3 separate regions of the Sus scrofa genome follow, and regions 1 and 2 are each linked to region 3. Evidence: chromatin contacts called from public HiChIP or PLAC-seq data. All regions are on one chromosome and are shown on one strand. Each heading gives the region's core, a stretch centred on a gene start, on an enhancer-like site or on the middle of the called end of the contact. The rest is flanking DNA. Distances are from core to core; before and after follow the strand shown.

Region 1 (4,732 bases), core at 989-3,488, 500 kb before region 3:
ACCCGCAGCACATGGAGGTTCCCAGGCTAGGGGTCCAATCAGAGCTTTAGCTGCCGGCCTACACCACAGCCACGGGAACGCCAGATCTGAGCCAACTCTGTGACCTACACCACAGCTCACAGCAACGCCGGATCCTTAACCCACTGAGCGAGGCCAGGGATTGAACCTGCATCCTCATGGATCCTAATTGGGTTCATTAACCACTGAGTCATGATGGGAACTCCTCTTTTTCTTAATCATGATGTTTGTGAAAGTCTTCCTTGTGCAGTGGTATGAGGTGGATGCAGGAGGCAGAGACAGATGTGACAGTCTCACCAGGAGCTAGGATAGGTGGTGTAGACAAAGGGTGAGGGGAGGGTTTCGGTTCCCAAACTCTGAACTTAGTTTCCTGAGGTCATGGTGTGGGAGAAAGGCTGGCTGGAGCAGTACAGTGAGTTCTCAGTGTCCCTTTGCTACCCTGGGCTCCCTGCCTCTGCTTTCACTCCATCCTGGACACTGCAGCTCTATCCTCCCTCCTTTTATGACACGGCTGTCCTGTTAGTCAGAAGGCACTGGAGCCTTAGGGGCTCCCTGTTGCCTGCAGCTCTGGTTTTAGACTCTGTTTAGAGATGCCCAGGGGTCACAACAGTATGTTGGGGTGGAGGGTTTAGCCCTCTGCCCTTGGTCAGATCACCTCAGCTTTGACTGGTTTTATATATTGGGGTTCTGGGGCAGATTCTTTTTGTGGGAGAAGTTCAAGGCTTTAAACAGTGTGAAAGCCAGCAGGTGTGAATCCTTCTCTCTCATCTGGTATCCTAGGCCCTTCGACTATCACTCTCCCACTGCCCCACGTTCCATCCCGAGGGCCTTTGCTCTGGCCCAGCCCTTGCCAGGCTGTGCCGCCCTCCCTATTCCTTTCTGCCTTTTCAAATTCTCCGCAAACACTTCACACAAAAGCCAGGATTCCTGCCTGCCACAGCCCATGTGGTTTTGCTCCCTTCTCCTTTTTTTTTTTTTTTTTTAAATTTTTTAAATTTTATGGCCATACCTGTGGCATATGGAAGTTCCTGGGCCAGGAACTGAATTCAAGCCACAGCTGTGACCTGTGTGGCAGCTGTGGTAACACTGGATCCTTTGACCCACTGTGTGGGGCTGGGGATTGAACCCGAACCTCTGCAGCAACCTGAGACACTGCAGTGGGCTTCTTTTTTTTTTTTTTTTTAATTTTTGTTGTTGTTGTTGCTATTTCTTGGGCCACTCCCCCGGCATATGGAGGTTCCCAGGCCAGGGGTTGAATTGGAGCTGTAGCCACCGGCCTACGCCAGAGCCACAGCAACGTGGGATCTGAGCCGTGTCTGCAACCTACACCACAGCTCACGGCAACGCTGGATCCTTAACCCACTGAGAAAGGGCAGGGACCGAACCTGCAACCTCATGGTTCCTAGTCGGATTCGTTAACCACTGCGCCACGACGGGAACTCCCTGCAGTGGGCTTCTTAATGCACTGTGCCACGGCAGGAACTCCTGTTCCCTTCCTTTTGATGTGTTTGTGGGAGAAGGTGAGTGCCACGTCTTACTACCCCACCATCTTGATCCAGCTCCCCTGCTGCTCCCTTCCTTTTAAAACTCATTTGATGTATTAAAGAAAAACTAGAAGTGGTAAAAACAGATTTTATTCAGAAAAACTACTGCAATAAGGCAAAAGAGGCCTCAGTTTAGAACTGGGTTTAAAAAAAGAATAAACAATCAAACAAAAAGATTTTTTTAAAAAATAAGAAAAAAAGTAAAATTGAAAAAAATAGAACTGGGTTTAATTTTGAATACAAGAAAAGGTTGAGACATATAGCCAAGGGTGTTAAGCTGATGTGCTTTTTCCTTGCTTGTATCTGCGCCGCGTGTAGCTCAGATGGGTGTACTAGAGTGTCCAGCAGGGGGCAGTGCTCACTTGCAAATGACCATGTCAGGGTTTTTTCTTTTTTCTTTTTTTTTTTCTTTTAAACTTTCCACTAACTTCTATCCAGAAAGTCACCCCCTCACCCCACCCTCCATGCTGGGATGATCAGTGAAGCAGGCAGCCAGGGATGCCAGTCAGGCCAGAAGCAGGAAGGGAGGAGAGTGTTGTGGCTGCTCTGAGGCTGGGCACTGGCGCTTCTGGGGCAATAACCTCTTTGGCCTGCCCCCTCCTCGTGTTCTCAGAACCAATGGTAGGAGCTGGCTAGCTAGAGCCTTCAGGGCAGGAGGCCTGAAAGGGGTGGCTGCAGCCACAGCCTCTGCCACCACCCCCTGGGGAGGGAGGGAGCCGCACAGTTCCCTTTTCCCATAGCCCCAGAACAAGTGAATTTCCGGACTGGGGGTGGGTGGGGGCAGGGAGTCCTATCCCAGGAAACAGATGGGCAGCCTCAGAGCTGAGGGAAATGGCAACTCCACCGCTTCCTGCCATCCCACACAGCTGGCGTTTATAGGGGTGTGAGGAGAGGGTTGCCTGAAGCAGGGAGGCTCTCCAGCCCACCCTAGGCCTTTTAGCCCAGCCACTGCCGCTGCTGCTGCCGCTGCCGCCACTGCTGGGAGACAGGCCCTGTCTGGAACAGGACTTGGCTCCCTCTCTGGCTGGAGTTGAAGCTGAAAGTCAGGCGGACAGAAGGACAGTGACCTGGGAGGGAGGACTTTCTGACTTAGCCTCCGGGAGCCTGTCTTTCTCATTTGAAAATAAAGATGATGACTGCCACCCATCCCTTCAGGCTGTTGTCAGGGCTGGGGGAGGGGAACACAGATGAAACAGTTTGTCATCTGGTGCCAAGGACTAGGCGTAGCTCCTAGCACGCGGAAGCACTTAACAGTGTTTGTTTCCTGTCCTTCACCCTCTCCTTTCCACTGTTGTCGTGTCCTTTGGGGCGGCCACATGTAGTGTGTGGTGTTGGGGTTGGTGAGATGGCCCATGTGGAAAGAGCTGTGGGAGCCACTGTCCATCTGCTTATGTGGAGGGGCCCACTTCCCTCTCATCCTGTGGATGGGCAGCTCTCCAGAGAGCCTAGATTTGCTTAGTAGGGTCCTTGTGAGGTGTTGGTAACCAGAGGGGAGGATCCCTGCGTGCCTTGTGTTGGCCCCAAGGCGGTGGCCTTCCCCCCGCCGCCCCCCACTTCCTCACACTCCCTGATGGTACCATCTCCCTAGAGCCCTCCTGGGTCTTCCCCGCCCCACCCAGGAGTTGCCTTTGTCCCTTGGAATGGTCCTTCTCAGCTCTTTGACTAAGGCATGCGTGAGGCTTTCCTGAGCTCCCTTAGGGATCCCTAGATTTTGACTAGCAAATGAGCAGCTGGGGTGTGGGTGGCAGGGAGCTGGGTGATTCTGCAGACCTGGCTGAGAACCACTCCTGTTCACCAGTGTGTTCAGGCTTCCCAGGAGGACCACTGACCTGGAGCCAGACCAGGGAGACTGTGAGGAGGTGATGGGGAGGGGCGGATTTGGTCTTCTACCTCACACACCAGCAGGTGGGGAGGGCGGCCACCAGCAAAGAAGCTTTGGAGCCTTTATTTGAGCTTGACGAGCTGGACCAGCCTGCCCTCAAACGAGGCTGCTGGGCATAGCAGGATTTCTCACCCTGGGACTCTGGGCAAGTCAGGTCTTTTTTATGGCCTGCAATAAAGCAGGGACTGGGTACTCAAATGATATATCTCCAAGGTCTCTTCCATCTTGAGTGGTGGAAGATCTTAGATGTGAAGACAAAAAGGACCAGGACTCGAAGGCAGCCTGAGAGAAGGTCCTGGGGTGCAAGAGCTGTGGCTGTTTTGCCGTCCTGCCATTGTCATGTAATTGGGTGACCCTTAACGGCTGAGCTTGTGGCTCAGTTCCTGCCTTCTGGTTGGCACCGTCCTCACTGTGGAGAAGACAGACACCTCTCTAACTTTTGCTGGGCAAGTGTCGGCAGGGCTGAGAGTCAGAAGAGGATTTCTAAAGGTGAAGAAAACCTCCCATCCTGGGAGTTGGCAGGCCTGGAGCTTAGAGAAGGCTAAGTTTACAGAATGCCTGTCAGAATATTCAAGGCCATTAATTAAGAGTGAGGGGAGAGGGCCTTATTCATATGCCGAATGAAATAAATTCTGCTCTTCTGGAGGACTATTTTGGCAATTATCTGGAGAAACCAAAAATAGTCACAGATTTACCCATAGGATTGAATGCTGTGAGGCACAAAAGTTCACCGGATGTACAAGGATGTTCATTATAGCCCTGTTTATAATTTCAAAGCAAAACTGAAAAGAAACAAAACATCCAACAATAAAAAGTTGTGATGCAGTTACGGTTCAGCCTCTTGATGGATTCCGAGGCAGCAGTTCAGGGAATGGGTGGCCCTAACATGCTAATGTGAGACGGTCCCGAGACAGAGTGAAAGGAGCAAGGTGCTGGAGTTGGCAGGCCACGGCCCACAGGCCACATTTTGTTGCCTGTTTTTATATGACCTGCAAACCATACAGACGCCAGCCATTTACAATTTTACTTTATTTTTAGTTTTTTATGGTTTTAAATGGTTAAAAAAAAATCAAAAGATTTTGTGACACATAAAATTATATAAAATTCGGATTTCAGTGTCCATAATGGTTTATTGGAACACAGCCACATCCATTCAAGTGTTGCCTGTGGCTACTACAGTCTTGCTGCTACAGAGTAGAGTAATGGTGACAAAGCCCGAAGTAGTATCTGGCCCTTTATAGACTAAGTTTGCCAACTGCTGGCATTTAGTGTGATTCCTTTTGTGTCT
Region 2 (4,591 bases), core at 1,314-3,813, 350 kb before region 3:
TTTTTACAGTTTATAACTAATGTCCCATGCTGGCTTTGTTGGACACTAACCTGGGTTCATAGTTCCCATTTTGCAGATAAGGAGATGGAGGCTCAGAAGGTTACAAAGAGGTTCCCAAGTCCCCTGCCCTGTGACTTGTGTTTTGTAGTCTAAGGTGTTTAAGTGATGCCAAAAATGAATGCACAAGATGCTGATTCCGAAAAGAAATGGACAAGGGAGGTGCCGTCTTTGCGAAGTGTCCCCGAATTAAGACTCAGTGGGTCCACAGATTTTTTTTTTTTTGCTTTTTAGGGCTGCACCCATGGCATATGGAGGTTCCCAGGCTAGGGGTCTAATTGGAGCTATACCTTCTGGCCTACATCACAGCCACAGCAACGCCAGATCCGAGCCTCTTCTGCGACCTATACTAGAAACTAAGCCCATTGAGCAAGGCCAGAGATTGAACCCGCAACCATGTGGTTCCTAGACGGATTCATTTCCGCAGCACCGCAATGGGAACTTTGGGTCCACAGATTCTTAACTGCCCCTCCTTGGGCCTCACCAGGCTCATTTTGGCCTGGGTGGGCCCCACTCAGGCTCAGAGAAGTTGGAGAGAACACCGGCCAGCTGATCGCACAACCTAAGACTCCCAGACCCTAAATAGAGAACACTGCCCTCCTCCCTCCCCATCCCCAGTACCAGGGTGGAGGCCAGGGAATGGGTGTCTTGGAGGGGAGGGCAGTGTTAGTGAGGAGCAAGTGTGAGAAAGAACTGGAATTCCCGTTGTGGCTCAGTGGTTAACAAATCTGACTAGGAACCATGAGGTTGCAGGTTCGATCCCTGGCCTTGCTCAGTGGGTTAAGGATCAGGCATTGCTGTGAGCTATGATGTAGGTCGCAGATGCAGCTCGGATCTGGCTCTGGCTTAGGCCAGCAGCTTCAGCTCCGATTAGACCCCTAGACTTGGAATCTTCATATGCCATGGGTGAGGCCCTAGAAAAGACAAAAAGACAAAAAAAAAAAAAAAAAAAAAAAAAAAAAAGTGAGGAAGAACAGCCTGTGAGCTGAAGCTTGGCCATGACTCCAAGTCATCAGCTTACAAATGCATTTTCTTGATCCCAGCCTGCTATGTGACTTTGGGAAAGCCTCAATTTTCTCTGAGCCTCTGCTCCCCAGCTCCTTCTCCAAACTCAATTTCTAAGGGCCCTTCATATCTCAACTAATTAATACCCTCTCTGCTGCCCCAGGTGACCTTCACTTCCTCTTCCTCTCCGCAGCACCCAGCCCCTCCTGCTCAGCTCCAGCAGCTCTAGATGCTTCCTTATTCTTGGAACCTGCAGCCTCAGGCCTGCTCTGCCCTCTGACTCAGGCGGCCCTGACCTTTGGGATCTGAGCAGATGGCCTGGGTGGTTTTGCTCCGTGAACTTGTTCTGACCTTTGGCATGTCCACCTGTTCCTTTCCTCCTTCACTGCATACACCTGCCCCCAGTCCTTGGGCAGCCCAAGAAATGCAAGGAACTAGGTTTTTCAGAGAAGGTAACAGCACCCAGCAGCTTCTCGGTGATGGCCACCAAGATGGCCTGGAGAAGGCAAATGGAGACAGCTCTTCCATCCCTCCAGCCCCTCTCTTGGTAACACACCGTTCCTGCCTGGGAGTGCTCAACCCAACCCACCTATGTGGCTACATGGAGCTTAGTCCAGTCTTACTGAGGGAGATTTGTCAAAAATGTTCAGAGATACCCACTGAGGCCACTTGGCAAAACTTCCAGCATCCTCCTTCCTGGCTCACTTCAGGGATGGGGAAATCACCCCCTCCTCATCAGGTATGGTGCCCTAACAAGCTTTGAGATATTTTTCTGGAATTTGCCCTCTCTGCTGTATTGCGGTGAGGGAACAGACTAAGGAGACCTTCTCCGGCTCCCTAATGCAACTGTACTGGCCAAGAGAGCCAGATATTTTATTTTAGCTATTTTAGGGCCGCACTGGTGGCATATGGAAGTTCCCAGGCTAGGGGTCAAATGGGAGCAGGAGCTACGGCTACAGGCCCACGCCACAGCCACAGCAACGCCAGATCCAAGCAGATTCTGCGACCTACACCACAGCTCAAGGCAACACCAGATCCTTAACCCACTGAGTGAGGCCGGGAATTGAAGCCGCACCTTCAGGGATCCTAGTCGGGTTCGTTACCTGCTGAGACGGGTCGGGAACTCTGAGAGCCAGTTATTTTAATATAACCTCTTCTAAATCTTAGGACACAATGAGATAATCCCAGTTTGACTAAAATAAGGAAACTGAAGCTCAACGAGGTCAAGCGGCGGGCACAAGGTCACAGAGCTAGAAAAGTGGCGATGAATGAATGATCTGAGTGACTGAATGAAGACGTGTGACGGGCGCGTGGGGCGATGGTTCGCGGAGTGTGCTGGGTTCAGACAGTGCACAGCGCCCGCGGCCGGGGCCTCGGAGGGTTGGCCGACGCAGGCCCTCCACACCCCCAGGGCCCGGGGGAGCGCAGGCTCCCAGAGGCACGGCCGGGCTCTGCCCCCACCGCGCGGGCCGCCCCGCCCCCGCCCCGCCCCCAGCCCGCCCCGCCCGGGACCGCAGACGGCGCCCGGCGGCGGCGCGAACGGCAGCTCGGAGGGTGGCTCCGGGCTCGGTGCTCGCCGCGACTTCCCGCGCAGGGCCGAGCTGGACAAGGACCCTCCGCCTCGCTGGCGCTGGAGAATGCGGCCGCGGTCCCAGGCAGCAGCAGCGGGAAGCCCAGCACTGTGCAGGTAGGAGCTCGCCCACTCGGCGGGCGCGGAAACTTGGGCCGAGTTTGCGGGCGGCGCGTGGGGAAGGGGCGGGTGGCGCTGCCCCAGGGCGCCCCTACCGGCCGGCCCGGGGATGGAGCGCGCTGGGCCTGGGCCGAAGTGGCGTGGCTCCTGGCGGCCTCGGACCCTCGGCGGGAGCGCTGCCGGGCAGGGGTCGCGCCGCTGCTCCGACTTTCCCCGGAGTTCGAGGCCCCTGGAGCAGGTAGCGTCGTGGAGCTCCGGCGGGGCCCTAGCGCCTGATCTAGTGCGGGGCTGGCTAAGTGAAGCTCAGGCCGAGCCCCCGGGCCTCCTGCGGGGCCCGGCTCACGTGGACTACGCGGGCGGAGAGGAGAGGCCGGCGGGGGGCTGGCCTGGGGGGCCGCAGGCACTAAGGCTCCGCGGGGCTCTGGACGCGCCCTGCTGGGACGCGACGGCCCTGCGGTTTCCTCGCTACGGCTTGACTCACTCTCTGGCCGCAGCCCAGGCTGGCGAGATCGCCCCGAGGCGGTGGCTGCCCGGTCTCTGCAGCCAGGCCGCCCCCCTGCCCCGATCCTCTCACCAGTCTTTGGGTGTCGGTCCGTGGGGCCCGGTGCGCTGTCCTGCCTGCGTGCACACGTGTGCGGGGGCCCGAGTGAGGGGAGAACGCAGTTCTGGCGGGCCGTTTGTGCAGATATGGATCAGGCACGTACTTGCAGGCACGGGTTTGCATGGGTGGCGGAGGCCTGTGTGTCGTCCTCCTGGGGTGCACGTGCGCCCCAGCGCCGCCAGGCAGGGCATGAGGACACCCGGAAGCTGGCGGGGTCGGGTGCAGCGGTAGCCCCAAAGCCAGGTCGGCTGAGGGCCCCAGGCACAGAGTTATGGGCCAGGCAGGTAGAGGAAAGGGGCTGGAGCCCATCCCACGACCCTTCCCCCTCCCCTGGAGCCTGGGCTGCCCCTAGGTACGGTTGGAGCGGTGGCAGGGCCCAGAGCCTCAGCTGCGGGGAGGTGTAAGAACATGGAAAGGGGGCCTAGTTCAGCCTGCTAAGAGAGTCCAGGCGCTGGCCACAGCTGGGCAAGATCCCTCTCTTCTTCCTGCTTTTGCCCGATGTCCTCCTGGAGACCCCTTAAAAGGTGGAAGAGGCAATGGGGCCACAGAACTGTTTACTCCCCCTGCTGCTTAGGGCAGGGATGGCACAGCTTTGGTGGGGTCTTCTGGACCCTGCCAGAGGTTGGTCCTCCCAGACCAGCTCTAACCTCAACCAGCAAGTAGCTCAGTGGCCGAAAGTGTGATGTGACCCCTGCTCCCTGGGGTCCTGCCCTTCCCCAAACAATTGCTTGCCTTTTTGTGTATGCATCAGTGTCAGGGAAGGAGGCCCCTACACTTTGGCTACCTTCTTGAACCTGGAGGGGCCTTGCTTGAGGGCATATATACTGGGCTCTCCATCCCCTACTGGCATAGTCCATACCCTTCATAGTCCTCTGCTGTCTCCCTAGAGCCCCTGTCTCTCCTCCAAAGACTCTCGAGGGTCCCAAATGGCCTCACCTTTATTGATTGGGTCCCAAGGGGGTGTCTCAGGAAGTCTCCCGGGCAAAGGGCACGCAATGGGCAGAGCCCAGAAGAGAAGGGGGTGGGTATGGAGCAGGCCCCAAGGAGTATGCAGAGGAGGTGAGACTAGAGCCAGCACTTAATTAATCCAGAGGCCCCCAAGGGCAGGGGGGCTCAGCACCTCCAAAACCATACAACCTCTGCAAAGTTGCTGTGCAGTGTGAGGCAGGGGAGGGGGGGTTCCTTTTGGCTGCAGAACCTTGTCATAGGGCACTGCTATCAGTATTGTTGCCCTAATG
Region 3 (4,586 bases), core at 1,541-4,040:
TTTTTATTTTATTTTTTGTTGTCTTTTTAGGGCATATGGAGGTTCCAGGCTGGGGGTCTAATTGGAGCTGTAGCCGCTGGCCTACACCACAGCCACAGCAACGCTAGATCCGAGTCACGTCTGCAACCCACACCACAGCTCACAACAATGCCGGATCCTGAACCCACTGAGCTAGGCCAGGGATTGAAGCCACATCCTCATGGTTCCTAGTCGGATTCATTTCCATTGCACCACAAAGGGAACCCCTACTTTCTTGTTTTATAGTTTATTTTGTTTGTTTCAGGTGGGCCCAAGGAAGATTTCAAGGCTACTTATGTGTGACTAAGAAAAGCTCTAGGATGTGTTAACAGCAGCTCTACGACTGTGAAGAACTGACATGTGGTACATTTGGGAGATAGGCAGTAGATGTCTTATTGGAGACAGATTACCAAGGCAGACCCCAAAGAATGGGAGTGGAAAAAAAGAGGTGAATTCCCACTTCACTCACCCCTCCATCAGTGAAGATGTGAGGTGGCCCAGAAGCTGGGCTGGCCCAACCCTCTAGTTCTAGTGTAAACCAGAGGGCACGACCAGTGCTTAAACTCCACCCCAGGCCATGTCCCAATGCTCTAAACACCAAAACTAACAGGTTCATTTCAGAGCCTCCATAGTTAAAAATACAACCCTATGGGCCTCTACTTGGCAAGGAGTTATTTTCCATTACACACTTGAAGTCAGATTTTTTAAAATAAATCTGCAGCATTAGATGTTTTTCTAATTTGAAAAGAACTTTATGTGTGGTTAAAAACTCATGATGTAAAATTTACCATCTTAACCATTTTTTTTTTTTTTGTCTTTTTGCTATTTCTTTGGGCCGCTCCAGCGGCATATGGAGGTTCCCAGGCTAGGGGTTGAATCGGAGCTGTAGCCACCAGCCTACGCCAGAGCCACAGCAACGCGGGATCCGAGCCGCGTCTGCAACCTACACCACAGCTCACGGCAATGCTGGATCCTTAACCCACTGAGCAAGGGCAGGGACCGAACCCTCAACCTCATGGTTCCTAGTCGGATTCGTTAACCACTGCGCCACGACGGGAACTCCGATCTTAACCATTTTTAAGTGTAGAGTCCAGTTGTGTTAATTACATTCACAAAGTTGTACAACCAATTTCCTGAACACTTATGCTTGTAAAACTGAACCTCTATACCCATTAAACATTAAAAAAACAAAACAAAACCCAGAGTTCCTGTCATGGTTCAGCAGAAACGAATCTGACTAGTATCCATGAGGACACAGGTTCAATCCTTGGCCGCACTCAGTGGGTTAAGGATCTGACATTACCATGAGCTGTCACAGTTTGGATCCTGGTTGCTGTGGCTGTGGCATAGGCCAGCAGCTGTAGCTCCAATTCAACCCCTAGCCTGGGAACTTTCATGTGCCGTGAGTATGGCCCTAAAAAGAAAAAAAAAAAAAAGAAAGAAAGAAAGAAAGAAAAAGATTACATATTATCAGTGGATTAGAGGCATGTCTCTTTTTTTGCATGCTTTTTTTTTTCTTAGGGCTGCACCTGAGGCATATGAGAAGTTCCCAGGCTAGGAGATGAATTGGAGCTGCAGCTGCCGGCCTACGCCACAGCCTTAGCAATGCAGAATCCCAGCTGCATCTGTCACCTACACCACAGCTCAGGGCAATGTTGGATCCTTAAAGCCCTGAGCAGGGCCAGGGACTGAACCCACATTCTCATGGTTACTGGTAGGGTATCTAACCTGCTGAGCCACACCAGGAACTCCCGAGGCATGAATTAACTTAAAAGTAAATGTAACCAGTGTTGCATAATTGAGGCTGGGTGATGAGTAATCAGGGTCCTAAATGGTATGATATTTTCTGTATTTTTCTGTACTTTTGTATAAGTTTGAACACTTCCATAATAACTTTTAAAATTCATTATGTCTTTGGCTTGCCAAAGTAATGACCAAATCTAAAATACATTTATTAGGCCTTATCGTGCTTTATCTTGGTGTGGGCTCCTGCTCTGCCAAGAACCATAAAATCCTTAAAAGTGATCCCTGTGCCTCCCTTTATGGCTGTCCTTGCGCTAGCTCCTGCTCTTTCAATCCATCCTTCAGATGGTTCTGACTCCAAGGGTTCTGACCTAGCGGTCTCATCCATTACCTGTATCCACTCTAACTTCCAAATTTCCAACCAGCCCGGGCCCCTCCCTCGAGCTCCAGACCCCGGCCGTCCCCCGCAGCCGGCCTCTTCCTCCTCTCCCTCCCCTGCACCTCCAGCGCCCCCACCTCGACTCCCAGAGCCCAGGATCTAGGCCACCTGGGCGTCTGCCACCGGGCTTCAGTCCGGGGGACTCTACCTGCTCCATTCAGCCATCCTCCCCGCCACAGCCTTTCTCTAGGAACAGGATCATCTAGGCCTTGCATGATTCGCCCCTCCCCCACAAGAAGCCCCTGAGGGGTCCTGGCAAGACAGTCTGGAACTGAAGAGTGGAAGCGGGCCCAAAGAGTGGAAGCGGGCCCAAAGAGTGGAAGCGGCCTGGGTCTGCCCCTCCAGGTGATGCCTCGGGAGGTCAGGAACACGAAGCGGACCACAGGGAGTCATAGCCAGGCGCACATGGACTATTCGGGAGCCGGCGGGGCCCACGCTCGAACCCAGGACTCACCGGGGAGAGGTGACAATTCCACGCGCCGCCGCCACCACTGCGGTCGGGAGCCGACCAATCAGCTGCCTGGAGAGAGTCGGTCCCTCCCCCTTAGCCGCCGCCGCGCCACCAGACCCACCCACCTGGAGCTTCCGGCTCCTCCCGCCGTTGGGAACGCCGGGAGTTCTTCCGCAGTTTGGTCGCCGGCTGGCCGTTACTTCCGCCCTCAACGGCCAGGCCTTTTCCTTTCCTCCCGGGCGGGGGTACTCTTTCTGCTTTTGCTTTGCAGTGTCCGCGACCCTTCTGCAAGGTGACTGGCTGGGCCGAGACCTCGCTCCTGGGCACGAGTTTCTGCGGCCTCCTTTCGCCAATAGGGGGAACCCCGAATTCGTGGCTGGGTGTTCAAGGCCCTCCTGGCCCTGGATCCTGCCGCCTCCCCCAGATCCACACAGTCTTTAGAGGCGCACCAACAGTCCGCTCCCTCTCCCCGTGTCCATACCAGTTACCTGCCAGTTAGCGGAATGACTGCTCACCACCTCCACCCCTAAGTCTCAGAAAATTAATCGTTCCTTCCCCATTCCTCCCTTATGTTAGCACACTGGAAGCAGGATTTCCCCTTGTAGCGCAGTGGAAACGAATCTGGCTAGGAACCATGAGGTTGCGGGTTCAATCCCTGGCCTCGCTCAGTGGGTTAAGGATCTGGTGTGGCGGTGAGCTGTAGTGTATGTCACAGATGCGGCTTGGATCTGGCGTTGCTGTGGCTGTAGCTCCGATTGGCCCTAGCCCGGGAACTTCCATATGCCCTGGTTGCGGCCCTCAAAAAGACCAAAAAAAAAAAAAAAAGAACACCGGAAGCAAACCTTGATTACAGCCCCTTTGCTCCTCCTCTGTGGGCATGGCAATGGTAGGGGTCTGGTTTGATTCCAGGGTCCAGCACAATGCAGAGCACTCTATAGACCCTGATGAAGGAGCAAGGGGTGGCAGGGGTGGAGGGAAGCAACTGAGATCTAGGAAACCTAATCAAACTAGAGAGCAGCTATTGTGGGGTAAGACTGATGAGATACAAAATAAAAATGTGACTAGCTGTGGTGTTCCCTTGTGGTGTGAAAGGAATTAAAGATCCAGAGTTGTCACTGAAGCAGCTTGGATTACTCTCTAGCTCAGGTTCAGTGAACTTCCAGATGTAGTAATCATTGCTTACATTGAGGCAGACACTTCCATATGCATTATCATTTAACCTCAAGAAACAAGGAAGTTACTGACCAAAGCTCAGAGAGGTTAAGTAACTTGGCCAAAGTCACACAGCTTTTGAACCAAATATTTAAATTTGCTGCATGTTTGACTTAGAAGTTAAGATATTGCTATACTACAGAAACAACATATACAAAGTTGGCACTCAGTCAAAGGAATGCCAACACATGGACTGGTTGAATATTTTATGTACATGACACCATCCATTTGGAGACCACCTTGACAGGGAGGGTGGTACTTGGGGCCCTGGAAGACCAATTTGTTTTACTTCAGAATTGATGTAAGTGAGCTCTAACTTTCAATGGTCAGGCTGTGCACTAGGTTATTTATGTGGTACACTGACAAATAAAAGCTGATATATGGGACTGCCAAAGAAAACCCCAGGGCCTGACTTCACCAGGCAACTTTGACACCAGGATATTAAGTATGCTGTGCCTCAAAACCACCATTCTCTAGCCACAGCCATGGATGTCACAGAACAAGGCCCTACACTTTGGAGGAAAATAGACTGAGACTGACATATCTGTGTACCGAGGTCCAGGAGAAAGGCTCCAGTCCTTCATTCACACTGAATATCACCAAAAAGAAACTAACTAAATGGCAGATGGCCTGGGGGCTCATTTTCGGCCAGTGGATGTTCCATAAGGGGCTGCTCTGCTTGCAACAGCGATTGCTCAACTATAGTCATTTGCACCCCATCTT

The links. HiChIP or PLAC-seq counts read pairs in DNA pulled down with a chosen protein or histone mark.
Region 1: a contact with region 3 is called in an H3K27ac HiChIP or PLAC-seq map of alveolar macrophages. The contact joins the enhancer-like site here to the promoter of SNUPN in region 3. A contact is called at or near these places in 4 of 47 Hi-C or Micro-C datasets (embryonic fibroblasts, omental adipose tissue, retroperitoneal adipose tissue and 1 more) and 2 of 2 datasets of contacts at active chromatin or transcription factors (alveolar macrophages and skeletal muscle).
Region 2: a contact with region 3 is called in an H3K27ac HiChIP or PLAC-seq map of alveolar macrophages. The contact joins the promoter of C7H15orf39 here to the promoter of SNUPN in region 3. A contact is called at or near these places in 2 of 2 datasets of contacts at active chromatin or transcription factors (alveolar macrophages and skeletal muscle).

What each region holds. Positions count from the first base shown.
Region 1 is chr7:58,540,062-58,544,793 of Sscrofa11.1, reverse strand. All of the region lies in intron 2 of PPCDC (phosphopantothenoylcysteine decarboxylase), which reads left to right. Among named protein-coding and RNA genes, the nearest start is that of PPCDC, 6.9 kb to the left of the region's middle. Within about 2 kb of position 2,238, at least 42 of the 83 cell types and tissues checked have an H3K27ac peak or open chromatin away from gene starts, as enhancers often do. A contact at or near this core is called in alveolar macrophages, omental adipose tissue, retroperitoneal adipose tissue and 1 more, where this site is marked.
Region 2 is chr7:58,388,089-58,392,679 of Sscrofa11.1, reverse strand. C7H15orf39 reads left to right here and starts at 2,563. Exons shown (of 3, transcript XM_021099036.1): 1 at 2,563-2,749.
Region 3 is chr7:58,037,121-58,041,706 of Sscrofa11.1, reverse strand. SNUPN (snurportin-1) reads right to left here and starts at 2,790. Exons shown (of 8, transcript XM_003128480.4): 1 at 2,655-2,790.